2 separate regions of the Sus scrofa genome follow, and region 1 is linked to region 2. A link is a contact called in public HiChIP or PLAC-seq data. All regions are on one chromosome and are shown on one strand. The core of a region is the stretch at or near the end of the contact, and the rest is flanking DNA. Distances in the headings are between cores, read along the strand shown.

Evidence for each region. HiChIP or PLAC-seq counts read pairs in DNA pulled down with a chosen protein or histone mark.
Region 1: an H3K27ac HiChIP or PLAC-seq map of alveolar macrophages shows a contact between it and region 2. The contact joins the promoter of RNF26 here to the promoter of SLC37A4 in region 2. A contact is called at or near these places in 1 of 5 promoter capture datasets (fetal liver) and 1 of 2 datasets of contacts at active chromatin or transcription factors (alveolar macrophages).

The regions. Positions count from the first base shown.
Region 1 is chr9:46,542,081-46,548,088 of Sscrofa11.1, forward strand. RNF26 (RING finger protein 26) reads left to right here and starts at 1,652. Exons shown (of 1, transcript XM_005667432.3): 1 at 1,652-4,490. The coding sequence starts at 2,245. The coding sequence ends at 3,546.
Region 2 is chr9:46,249,873-46,255,778 of Sscrofa11.1, forward strand. It overlaps SLC37A4 (solute carrier family 37 member 4), which reads right to left and starts at 2,883. Exons shown (of 8, transcript NM_001199719.1): 1 at 2,567-2,883; 2 at 1,584-1,816; 3 at 1,017-1,260; 4 at 356-514; 5 at 51-136. The coding sequence starts at 2,714.

The DNA.
Region 1 (6,008 bases), core at 402-2,901, 290 kb after region 2:
GTCCTCAGACTCCTGCCCTTGGTCTGAATCTGAACGCGGGCCTCATCCCATCCCCACCCAATGACCTGAGGCAATTCCCTCACCTCCACTAGTCGAGCAAGCCTGCTTGGTTCTGATGGTTTCTTGAGCAATTATTAACTTACAGTGGTCTCCCAGCGTCCCCTAGGTTTCCCTCTTTACCTATGGTCCCTTACTGGGACTTCTACAACTACCTGTGCCTACTCCATCCCTATCAAATGTATGCTGCATATCTCAGCAGCGTATCAGTGGTGCTTTGGGAAATGAAGGATTCAGGCAGCGTTCTGGGTGGCGTGAAGGGTACAGACACTTTCAGGGGTCCCGACCAGAGTGGAAAGGAAGAGTTCCGTGTGCCAACTAAAAACTGTCCCTAGCCACTGTAATTGCTGACCTTCAACACACCCTGAAATGAGCTCAGGACAGAGGTCAGGAGTGAGGCTGTCTGTGCTCTGGGAAAAACCGGCAGAAGAGGCCTTCAGGTAGTTAGATATTTTCAGATGATTTCATGAGCCCCATTTCTTGTATCTTCTTATATCTAGAAAAGCACTAAAATCATTCATGGATATTCGTGATTAGCAGCAACCTTCTTGTGACCAGAAGCAATTTCCTGCCAAAATGTGTGCTGGATTGCACGCATCCCTTTTCACCAGAATCGCATATATACTTACCAACCCCTTTACCTCTTCGGAGCAGTTCCTCAGAGCTATCTGAGAGGCTGTCTCCCTTGCTATAGCTCTCATTTTGCCCCAAATAAAACAACTCACAACTCTCGTGCTGTGCATTTTCTTTTTTGTTTTTCCCAGTTGACAAACTTAAGTAGGAAATTAAAGCAATGGAGGCCAGGGGAGGGATAAAGATCCCCCAGGAATCCTTAGGCTTCTCGATATAGTTGGAACAGGATCTTATATATTTCGAATATTATTTGAATATTAAAGGAAAGGAGAAATTTTCGAGGAGCCTACTAAGAACATTCAAGCATAGATGTCTAACTAAAGTGCTCAAGTAAACAAATAGGGCCTGGGCTGGGAAGCGTGAGTTATTTCCGGTCTCTGACTGCCTTTTCTCACTGACAATAAAGTAATCTCCTGAGGATGCTGAAAAAAACCCGTGACAGGACTTGAGGAAACAGTTTGGAATAGCAGCTTGGGAATTCCCTGTCACAATCTGTTTCCTCTTAGAAACTGCTTGTGAGCAAGCACGTCTAAAATATTTTTCGTATCCCTAGGGCAACTGTAGGAGCTCAGTAAATGACAGAATAAATGAATGAATGGAGGAGGACGAGGGACCGAATCTGAGGTTGCAGAGGCTGTGCAATCCCAGAGCCCAGCTCAGAGGCACAGACTAGCAACCCACGCCTAAAGGTATCAAACCCACAGGCCTAGAGACAGATGAGCGCGCACATCACCCAGGTCCAAGGCCCTGCTTCTTTAGGGGGCGGAGCTAGGGGGCAGAGTCCTCCTCTGACCAATCACCGCCACAAGGGGGCGGGGAATTCAATGTTTCCGCCCCTCCTTGGTAAATTACTAAATATGTGTGGGCGCCGTTCAAACGGACCAATGAGTGCTCGACGTTTCCTGCGGTTGGACCTCGCCGATTGGCCAGAGTTCATTGTCCCTCCCTCCTTGTCACGCCTCTTGCCCCACCCTTTCGCACACAAGATGGCGGCACCCAGAGGAGTAGAGGCCGCGCCTAGGGTTTGCTGAGGCTCCCTTCCCCACTGCCCCTTCGAGCGCAAAGCGCCGCGAGCCCAGAGGACGGGGGCCGGGCGGGGACAGGGGCACCTGCGTAGCTGGACCGCGAGTCCGCGCCCAGCCTGCGCCGCCCCCACCCGGCCCCGGCCTGACCCCATCCCTTCGGTTCCCGATCTCCTCTCGGTCTGACCCATTGCCCGGCCGTGGTACGCCACCACCAGGCCTCCAAAGCTGAGGTTTCTCCTCCAGCCCGGGATCACCTTCACTTTAGAGATGTTTGGCCTCTTCCCTCCCAAACAGCCTTCCTTCAAAACCGGGACTCCTGGACCGGTACCTGGCCCCCTTTCCCTCCCCTGAGACTCCACTTCCTTCTAACTGGCTTCTTCCTCAGATTCTCCCTGGATTGGAGACTTCTCACCTCCCTTACAAATTAATCCCTGACCCCCTTTCCCCCGCCCCTTAAACATTGACCACCGTGACACCCTTCTAACCGGGAGCCAGATTTCATTTTGTACTAATCCCCATAGCCCCTATCATGGAGGCTGTGTATCTAGTAGTGAATGGGGTGGGCCTGTTGCTGGATGTGCTGACCTTGGTGTTGGACCTCAACTTCCTGCTGGTGTCCTCCCTCCTGGCTTCCCTGGCCTGGCTCCTGGCCTTCATCTACAACCTGCCACACACGGTACTGACTAGTCTTCTACACTTGGGCCGCGGAGTCTTGCTTTCACTGCTGGCCTTGATCGAAACCGTGGTCCGCTTCACCTTTGGGGGCTTGCAGGCCTTGTGTACAGTACTCTACAGTTGCTATTCTGGCCTGGAGAGCTTAAAGCTCCTGGGGCATCTGGCCTCTCATGGGGCACTTAGGAGCCGCGAGATCCTGCACCGGGGCGTCCTCAATATGGTCTCCAGTGGCCATGCTTTGCTGCGCCAGGCCTGTGACATATGTGCCATTACCATGAGCCTGGTGGCCTACGTGATCAACAGCCTGGTCAACATCTGCCTCATTGGCACTCAGAACCTCTTCTCCCTGGTGCTGGCCCTGTGGGATGCAGTGATGGGGCCTCTGTGGAGGATGACAGATGTGGTGGCTGCCTTCCTAGCCCACATTTCCAGCAGTGCTGTGGCCATGTCCATCCTCCTCTGGACCCCCTGCCAACTAGTACTGGAGCTCCTGGCCTCAGCTGCCCGCTTCCTGGCCAGCTTTGTGCTTGTCAATCTCACCGGCCTGGCACTGCTGGCTTGTGTGCTGGCAGTGACGGTGACTGTGTTGCACCCGGACCTCACCTTGAGGCTGGCCAGTCGGGCCTTCAGCCAGCTTCATGCCCGGCCATCCTACCACCGGCTCAGAGAGGATGTTGTGCGGCTTTCTCGTCTAGCACTGGGCTTGGAGGCGTGGCGCCGAGTCTGGAGCCGTAGCTTGCAGCTGGCGAGCTGGCCAAACCGAGGAGGGGCACCTGGGGCCCCCCAGGGTGGCCCTAGGAGGGTGCCCTCAGACAGGACCTGGCGACAGGACACTCTCCCTGAAGCAGGGCCCAGAACAGAGGCGGAAGGGGAGGAGGTCAGGATGGCCAGAATGACAGCTGCCCGGGGCCGGGAGAGGCTCAATGTGGAGGAGCCTATAGCTGGGCAAGACCCGTGGAAGTTGCTGAAGGAGCAAGAGGAGCGGAAGAAGTGTGTTATCTGCCAGGATCAGAGCAAGACAGTGCTGCTTCTGCCGTGTCGGCACCTGTGCCTGTGCCAGGCCTGCACTGAGATCCTGATGCGCCACCCCGTCTACCACCGCAACTGCCCTCTGTGCCGCCGGGGCATCCTGCAGACCCTCAATGTCTACCTCTGAAGACTCTCCCTCCCTGCCCACCCTCCATGCTCCACGTGGCCACCTGCTCTAGGACAGCATTAACACCTGAACTCTGGGGCCTGGCTTGAATCCCCTCCTGCACTCACGGCCATCATGCCAGAACCTCTAAGCCATGGGTCCAGGATACTGAGATGGGAGACTCTGGAAGACTCTGGCTTGGGTGGGGGCAGGGGAACCACTTTTCCCCACAGGGTCCCTGTGACACGGAGGGTGTTGAGTGTGTCGCTCTGCAAGACCCTGAGACTCTTCGCCATGGACTGTCCTCCGGCTTGCCAGGGCCCACCCCGATGCCAGTGTCTGGGGCTCCCCTGCGCTTCTGGTTTTTCTGTTGGGGATTTGTAGGTTCTCTCCCTGCTCCCTCTCTCCTTCCTCCCCAGCTTCTGCAGCCATGCACATCAGTGTCGTTTGGATGTTTTGGCAACTCAAGGGCCTTGGAATGATCTTGAACTTTGCTTTCAGCTGGGGTTCTGAGTCCCTGCAGGCTTTGAGGGTTGTATCTCTCCGGTGCCCTTACAGCTGCCACTTCTACCTGGCATGCTCTTCTGAGGCCCCCTCCCAGTCTGACCCAAGAGCTGGGATCAGGAGCTAAGCCCCAGGGGTGTGTGTGTGTGCGGGGGTGTGTGTGTGTGCGCGTGCGTGTGCACTTTTGCACTTGGCCTTGGGACCATGTACCCTCTGGCGCCCCAGCACTACTGGGAGCCTCAGGAGGGACTGCCGGATTTCTACTCTTATCCCTTTCACTCCCCACATCACAGAGAAAAACGCATTCCCCTTCTGTTTGTCTCTCCTGGCCCTGCAGAGGGCAGACTGTGCTCATGTCACTAGGGTCCAAATATAGAGGGTGCCGGGGCAGAGGGGCACGCAGCTCCCTGAGGGGTCTGCCTGGCCCAGGTTCCAGTGAATAAAGTTCTGTTACAGCTCCAGTGGCCTCTGTGTGCGTCCTTGCAAGGGTCACCTGTCGTCAGTGTCCTTCGTTCCCGCTGGAGTCACAGGTGTGGTTGGTGGTGGACCTGGCAGGGGAAGAGGTAAGACCCGGTGGGGGTTCTGTGCCTTGGGGAGAGCCCGTGCCAGGGGTGACTGCATTCACTTTCACCCCCTCCAGTTTGTTCCCTGTCACGTGCATGGCTTTTGGAAAGCTCTGCCTATCTTAGATCAGTTTTCCCAGAACTGAGCCCTAGTAGAGAGGACTGTGAACTTTCTCACCCCTTGAGTCAGCCCTCCCAGCTTTTCCTCTGGTGCTGCGCTTCCCAGGAGGGAACTTGGGGTCCCTGCTGCCTGGAGTCCAACCCACCCTCAGATCCCTGGAGGAGTTGGTATTTGTCTTCGTGTCTTTGAGTGGTGCTGTGATGGGCTGGAGTGTGGCCGTGGGACCTCCTGGTGGAGAGCTGGCTGGTCTGTGTAGCTTGCTATTCGGCCCAGTCCCCATGGGTCATCTGTACCTCCACAGGACCTGTAGAACGGGGGACACTACCCCGTAACTGTAAGTTAAACCTAGGAGCATAATGCCAGGGACAGTCTTCTGGAAGAGAGGGCAAGAAGGAAAAAGAGGAGGTCAGGAAGCAACTCTGAGGAGAGGCCCCTCCACTTTCTCTTGAGTTGAGAGCTTGAGCTGATGTGGGCTGGCAAACCCTGGTTCTCAGGCACTGGGTTGGGAGTGGGGCAGGGGCTGGCTTCTACGGATCAGGGAGGGGAGCCTTGAAGGGGCTTTGTGGCTAGCCTCAGACTTAGTGGAGCGGCCCAGCTCAGTAGGGGAGAGTTCCCACATCCACCTTAGAGTTGGGAGGCCTGAGGAAGGGCTTTTTTCCCCCTTCCCCCAACCCTGCAAAGGGAGCTTGGCTCCTTCCAGTCTCTGTTTAAAGTGAGGATAAACATTTTATGAGAGAAGATAAACTTCCTGAGCTGGGAGAAAAAAACCCTTTTTTCCTTCAGCCCCCATCTGGATGCTATTGGCAGACCTCAATAGCCTCTCTCCCACTAACAATCCTGGTAGTCAGGAGCTCAAGCAACCTAGGGTCATTGCTGCATTCTGGAACTGGGACGCCCCCTTGTGGCCATCTCCAAAATGACTTACCTCTAGACATCCAAGGGCACTCCACTCCCCTGGCATGGGGGACAGAGAAATAGCTTTGGAGTTACATAGCGACCGGGCAAACAGCCAGAGCAGTCATGAATGAAAATCCTGGGCTCCTTTTAGTTGGTCAGGGCAGGGGTGTGTGTGATGAAATCACAGCCAGTCCATATACTATCAATGAGTTGGAAAAAGGGGCTTCCTTTTGGGGCTGGAGCCCCATACCAGGACACCCTCCTCAGCAGGCCACTCCTGTTCACAACCTTTACAGCTTAGGCAGAAGCTCTGTGGAGCAGCCTTTCACCTGGGCCTGCTTCCTGTGTCTCCTGCCCCACAGCTCCATCCAGCCTAAGAGCCCTCCCGTCTGCCTGAG
Region 2 (5,906 bases), core at 1,633-4,132:
AGAATATTTTAAAGGGACCCTCCTCCTTCCTGTCCCTTTTGCTCACTCACCTTTGCCATGGCCCGGTCTGACAAGTAGCCAGCTGCGATGCTGCCTACAAGGCCCCCAACCTCCAGGGCACTCATGTAGGAGCTACCTGCAGTGGGGAGTCGTGGTGGGAAGAGGGAAAGGAAGGGAGGAAGGGTGTTATCCTGTGGGGTTGCCCCAGATCGGCTTAAACACAGAGAGGTACAGGGTCCCCAAGGGTGACCGGCCACAGGGAAAGAAGAAAGGATAAAGGAACCAGGTCTGAATTTCCCATCCCCTGCACTGGCTCCTGCTCCCAGGCCCGCCCTTGTCCCAACCCTCATCTCACCCACGAGGGCTGACTGTCCTTTCTCCTGGATAAGGAAGAACTGGCCCCAGTCAGTACAGCACGTCTTTACGCCAAATACCACAAGGTAGCCAATGGAGAGCACCCACAGGTAGGGGGTCAGCAGCAGCTCCTGTAAGGTACTCTCCTCCTTTGAGGAGCCTGGGGGTGGGAGGAGGCCAGGCCTCAGGCTCTGCTGCTGCCGCCCTGCCCCCACCAAGCCCCCACCACTCATTAACCAGCCACAGGGTCAGAGTCCATCCACACAGCCAGGGATCAGCAGAAAGGTACCCCCTCACCCACTGCCCTGCCCTCTCCCCTCCACTCCAAATCTCAACGAATAAGAACCTGAAGTCCAGCGATGGAGGAAGGCACCCAAGCCACTTAAGCTTAGGATACTGTCCCCACAGGGAAATCTGGCTCTGTTGTAGGGAAGGACTAGGATGCAACATGAGTCATAGCATTTTGGGCTCTGCCACTTGTCTGCTACTTAACTGCCTCTCAGGATGGTGTTTGATTCCTCCCCACCCACTCTCCATCATCATCCTTCTCCCAACATCTGCTGGCTAACACAGAGCCAGGCATACAGCCAGTCCTCAATGAAAGTCTGCCAGGTGAATGATGAATGAAGGTTCCCCAGTAGTTGGCTTGAGTGGGTGCTCACCCTTCTTGCCCTTGGAGGGGATAGGGTCCAGGTTGCGGAGTCCAACATCAGCAGGTTCATTGTGGATGAGCAGGAGACAGAGGAAGGAGACAACCACACACAAGGCCCCAGACAGGGCCAGCGTGCTACGCCAGCTATAGCTCTGGGCGAGGATGGTTGCCAGGATGGGGCCCAGCCCTCCAGCCAGGTTCATGCTAGTTGATAGGATGGCCCACCAAGTGCCAAACTGAGATGGCTCAAACCACTGTGGGGACAGAGTAGAGGGGGCAGAGTAGGGACCCAGCCTACAGTCCATATTGAAGGTAGGGGGTCAGGTGGGGCAAACCCAAAAGCTCACATTACAGAGATGAGGGAGAGGGTGCTTCTATTTGGCAGGGCCCATTCCCTCATCTGCCACCTGATCCCACCACATTCAGGCTCCTAAAATATCTTGACAAGCAAAACAGGAACAGGACTGGAACTCCTGAGGAACCTGCTCTGGGTTGGGGGTGGAGGTGCCGTGTGCTCACGAGCTCTTTAGGTATCTTCCCACCTAGCTAAGCCAGCTCCTTGGAAGCAGACACTCACCTTCCGCAAGATCTTGCCACACGGGGGCCAGCCCAGCCCCTGGGCCAGGCCATTGAGGAACCAGAGAGCAGCGAAGACAGGTACTGTGGAGCTCCAGGAAAAGATGACATTGACCAGGCCAACAAGAAGCAGCCCAGAGGAGAAGAGCCAGCGAGCACTCATCTGGTCAGACAGCACCCCACTCACAAACTTGCTGATGGCATAGGCTGCTGACTGGCTACTGGTGATGAGCCCTGCAGGGAAGGGGAGCAGGGAGCAGGACACCTGGGGGGTTAGGGGCTGGGGCAGAGGCACAGGAGGGTGGAGGAAGGCATGGGGTCAGGTGGGTAGAGGTGCCTCCCAGGATAAGACAGGTTCATTCCAAGAGGAATAGGAGGAGCCTGTGTTGGAATCCTGACATTCATTCATGGGGCTGGGCTACTGCCTCTCTGTGAGCACTAGCCCCAGGCTGACCCATGACTTTTCAGCCTCTTGGAGAGTTCCAGCAGCAGCTGTCAAGGGGCAGGAAGGGAGCAGGACAGGGCCGCCCTCGTCCCTGGGCTTCTCATATGCCCGATATCCCCCTCACCCTGGATGCCAACCTCTGGCAGTTCAGTTGCCCCACCTCTGAAGAGGGGGCAAAAGGCTTAGAATTGGAGTCAGGGACCTTATTCCTCCTGAAGGGTATTCTACACAGATGCAGAAACCATGCTTAGAACCCCCCTGACACAGTGCCTCTGGGACACGCGTAGATCACGGGCACAGACACACACATCAGATAAGCAGCCCTCAGACATGCACAGACCATATGCACAGTCCCTCACCCATGCCCATGGACGTGGACCTCAGAGCCTCCTCTGGCATATGCACCGTCCCTGGCCTCTACCATGCAGACACTCCGCACCCTGCACACCCACTACATGCCCACCACACTGCACCAACACCCCACTTGTCCTGCTGGTCCTGTGTCCCTGGGCCCACCACCCTACCCTGCCAGGGCTCACCCAAGTCATCCTTGTCCAGACGGATCTCTTCCACCAGCGACGGCATGACAAAGGAGAAGGTCTTGCGGTTGAAGTAGTACAGGCTGTAGCCTCCAAACATGGCTGAGAAGATCACAGCACGATAATAGCCGTAGCCTCGGGCCGCCATGGTGGGAGAGAGCAGGCCCTACCGGCTGGGACACGAGCTTCTGACCACAGCTCCTGCTTTCGGCTCTCGGTGCCCAGACCTGCTGAGTTAGGCTTTTTCTGCTCCCTCCTCCAATCAGCCTCCCAGGCTCCCTTTATAGCCAACTTCTGGACAATCATTAAGCCTGGGGCGGCTCCTAAGGAACCCAGTGTCCTGAGGGAGACAAGAAAACAGGAGATTACTGACTGCCAAGCTATGGGGAGGTCTGAGATGGAGGCAGTGCCCTTGAGTCAGGCCAGGATTGTGTCCCCAGGATTTCTGCCTTTCCCTGCTCTTCCTTGTCTGCCTGCGAAACCAGCTGTGATTAAAGCCTTAACCTAATTACTTTTGTCTGCTTGAGCCCAGGGGAGGCAGGGGTGGGTGAGGAGAGCTGCCCTCTCTAGCCCTGCTCCCTCAGTCACCTACCTTCTCATTCATTCAAAGAAGGTTTATTGAGGACTTACTGGCTGCCAGGCACTACACTAGGTGCTGGGTTAGTTTTCACACACAGGTACCTGCAACAGACACATACCTGCAACAACTCCACTTTCAAGACTTCTAGAGCTGACCTCAAGCCCTGTAACTCCCAAAGTTTAGCACCCCTCAGGGTGTAACTGTTTATTCATAGATTCACAACGGTAATCAAAGGAGAGGGTACTTCCCCTCAGGCCGCACAGTGTCACAATGAAACACCCACTAGAGGCTGGGTTTCTGGTTGGGTGACTCAGGTGCCTCTGGTCCCCTTTACCCTTGACGTCAGTATGGGCTCCAATCTGGCAGGCTGGGGCTTCAGGGACCGTGACCCGACCGCCCGTGGGCGGGGAGGCGCAGCAGCGACTTCAGGCGCAGTGCCCAAGCTCCCGGCTTCCCAGTGCCCCGGCAACACGCCCCCGGCTTTTCTGCTCGGTTGGGAAAGCAACTGGAGCAGAAGGCGTAGGCTCAAGCGGAGGAGGCGACTGCACGTAGGCACCGGAGGCCCTTCGCTTCAGGCGCCGAGTGGCTCCGCCTGGCGGGTGGGGCCGGGCGGGGTGAAGAGAAAGGAGAGAGCGAGGCGGTTGGCTCTCGGCACCTGCCCAGCCCGGTGTCCTCAAGCTACCCAGGACACCCGACTCTGGCTAGGAACCGACCCGGGCCCAGGCGCAGAGGCTGGAGAGGTGCGGAGACCCAGGACTGGTGAGACACAAAGGAGCGGGCGCATGCTGGTCCGGGGCAGCGCCTCGGCGGCCCCCGGACCCAGCGACTGCCCCCACCACCCCTGAACCCTGCAGGAGCAGCCCGGGGTTGGATCTTAAGTTAGGCCAAAAACAAAGGAGCCACAACACCTGAAACTCCCGCTCCAGCCCTGCCCTCAGGCGACGCCCCTCCCGGGCACACCGCCCCCTACCTGAACGGAGGTGGGAGCCAGAGCAGGATGGGGCGGGGCCGGAGGGGGGCCTGGCGGGCGCATGCGCATGCGCCCTGGGTGGGGCGGAGCCTCCGCCTGCGTCTTCCCGCCCCCAGAGCCGAATCCAACCCTAAGCCTTTGGATCACGCTGATTCACAGCGCCTCTTAGAGGCTGGATTCATTCAACCCTTTCTTGTCTGATGTTCTTCAGCAAACCATTTTTTTGGTGAGTCCTTACTGCAACTGATTACAGTTCCTTGAGTTGCTCACAGTCTAAAAACGTAAGAGAGGAGTTCCCATCAGGGCGCAGTGGTTAACGAATCCGACTAGGAACCATGAGGTCGCGGGTTCGGTCCCTACCCTTGCTCAGTGGGTTAACGATCTGGCGTTGCCGTGAGCTGTGGTGTAGGTCGCAGACGTGGCTCGGATCCCGTGTTGCTGTGGCTCTGGCGTAGGCTGGTGGCTACAGCTCCGATTTGACCCCTAGCCTGGGAGAGTGGCCCAAAGAAATAGCAAAAAGACAAAAAAAAAAAAAAAAAAAAAAAAAGTAAGAGAACACAGTATTTTCTCTAAGAACTTAATGCCGTCCTCAATAAGCACAATATGAACATTTAACTTCTGGTTAGACTGTTGAAACGAGCAGGGCCCTGTAGGGTTCCTGGGCACAAGCCTGTCTCCCTTTATGCCCATTTCTTGTTTTTAGGAAGTAAATGTCAGCCTCCTTAACCTTCCCTGAGTTCCTAAAGACAGATTCAAACAGTTGCTAATCCGGGAAGGGAGGGATTGCAGAGACAGGGGAGGAACAGTCTAGAGACAATAGTGCAGCCTTGGGGCAAGGTCCTGGTTCCTCCTCAAGGAATATACATAACAGTATCTTTGAGTTCTTCGGCAGAACTAAACCCCCAACAAATGAAAGCCAGAGAGGAGGACCACCAGAACCAGTCCTGGGGCCACTAAACACCAACTTCGAAGAAGAATGAAAGCTTGCATCTGTCTACCTGATCCTTTTCTGTGGCCCTATTTTCTATTCCTAAACTATAAAACCATTTCCTATTTTCTCCCAAAGGAGGGCATAGTCTTTAGGGCATTAGCCTGCTGTGGCTTCCTTTGCCTGGCAAAGCAATAAAGCTATTTTTTTCTCCTTCACCCAGAACTCTCTCAGTGTTTCTAGTGTTTCTATTTGGCACCAGTGGACTGAGGCCAAGTTTCAGCCACACTGTTGGGCACAGAGTTAATACAAAATAGCCAGAGTGGGAGTTCCTTTCGTGGCTCAGAGATTAACGAAACCAAATGCATCCATGAGGACGTGAGTTCTATCCCTGGCTTCACTTAGTGGTTAAGGATCTGGCATTGCTGTGAGCTGTGGTCATACGTCTCAGACAGCTTGGATCCTGCATTGCTGTGGCTCTGGTGTAGCCCAGGCGGCTACAGCTATGATTAGACCCCCTAGCTTGGGACCCTCCATATGCCGCTAGTGCGGCCCTAAAAGAAAAAATAGCCAAGAGTGGAGTTCCCGCTGTAGCACAGTGGGTTAAGAACCTGACTACAGCTGATTGCAGCTGTAGCTTAGATTTGATCCCTCACTCAGGAACTTCCATAGGCCTCAGGTGCAGCCAAAGTATTTATTTTTAAAAGCGTGTTTATTAATATATAATCCATATTTAAATGTTTCCAATTTTTCTGAAGATGTCTTTTAGAGATTTATTTATTTATTTATTTATTTATCCTTTTAGGGCCGAACCCATGGTGTATGGAAGTTCCCAGACAAGGGGTTGAATTAAAGCTACAGC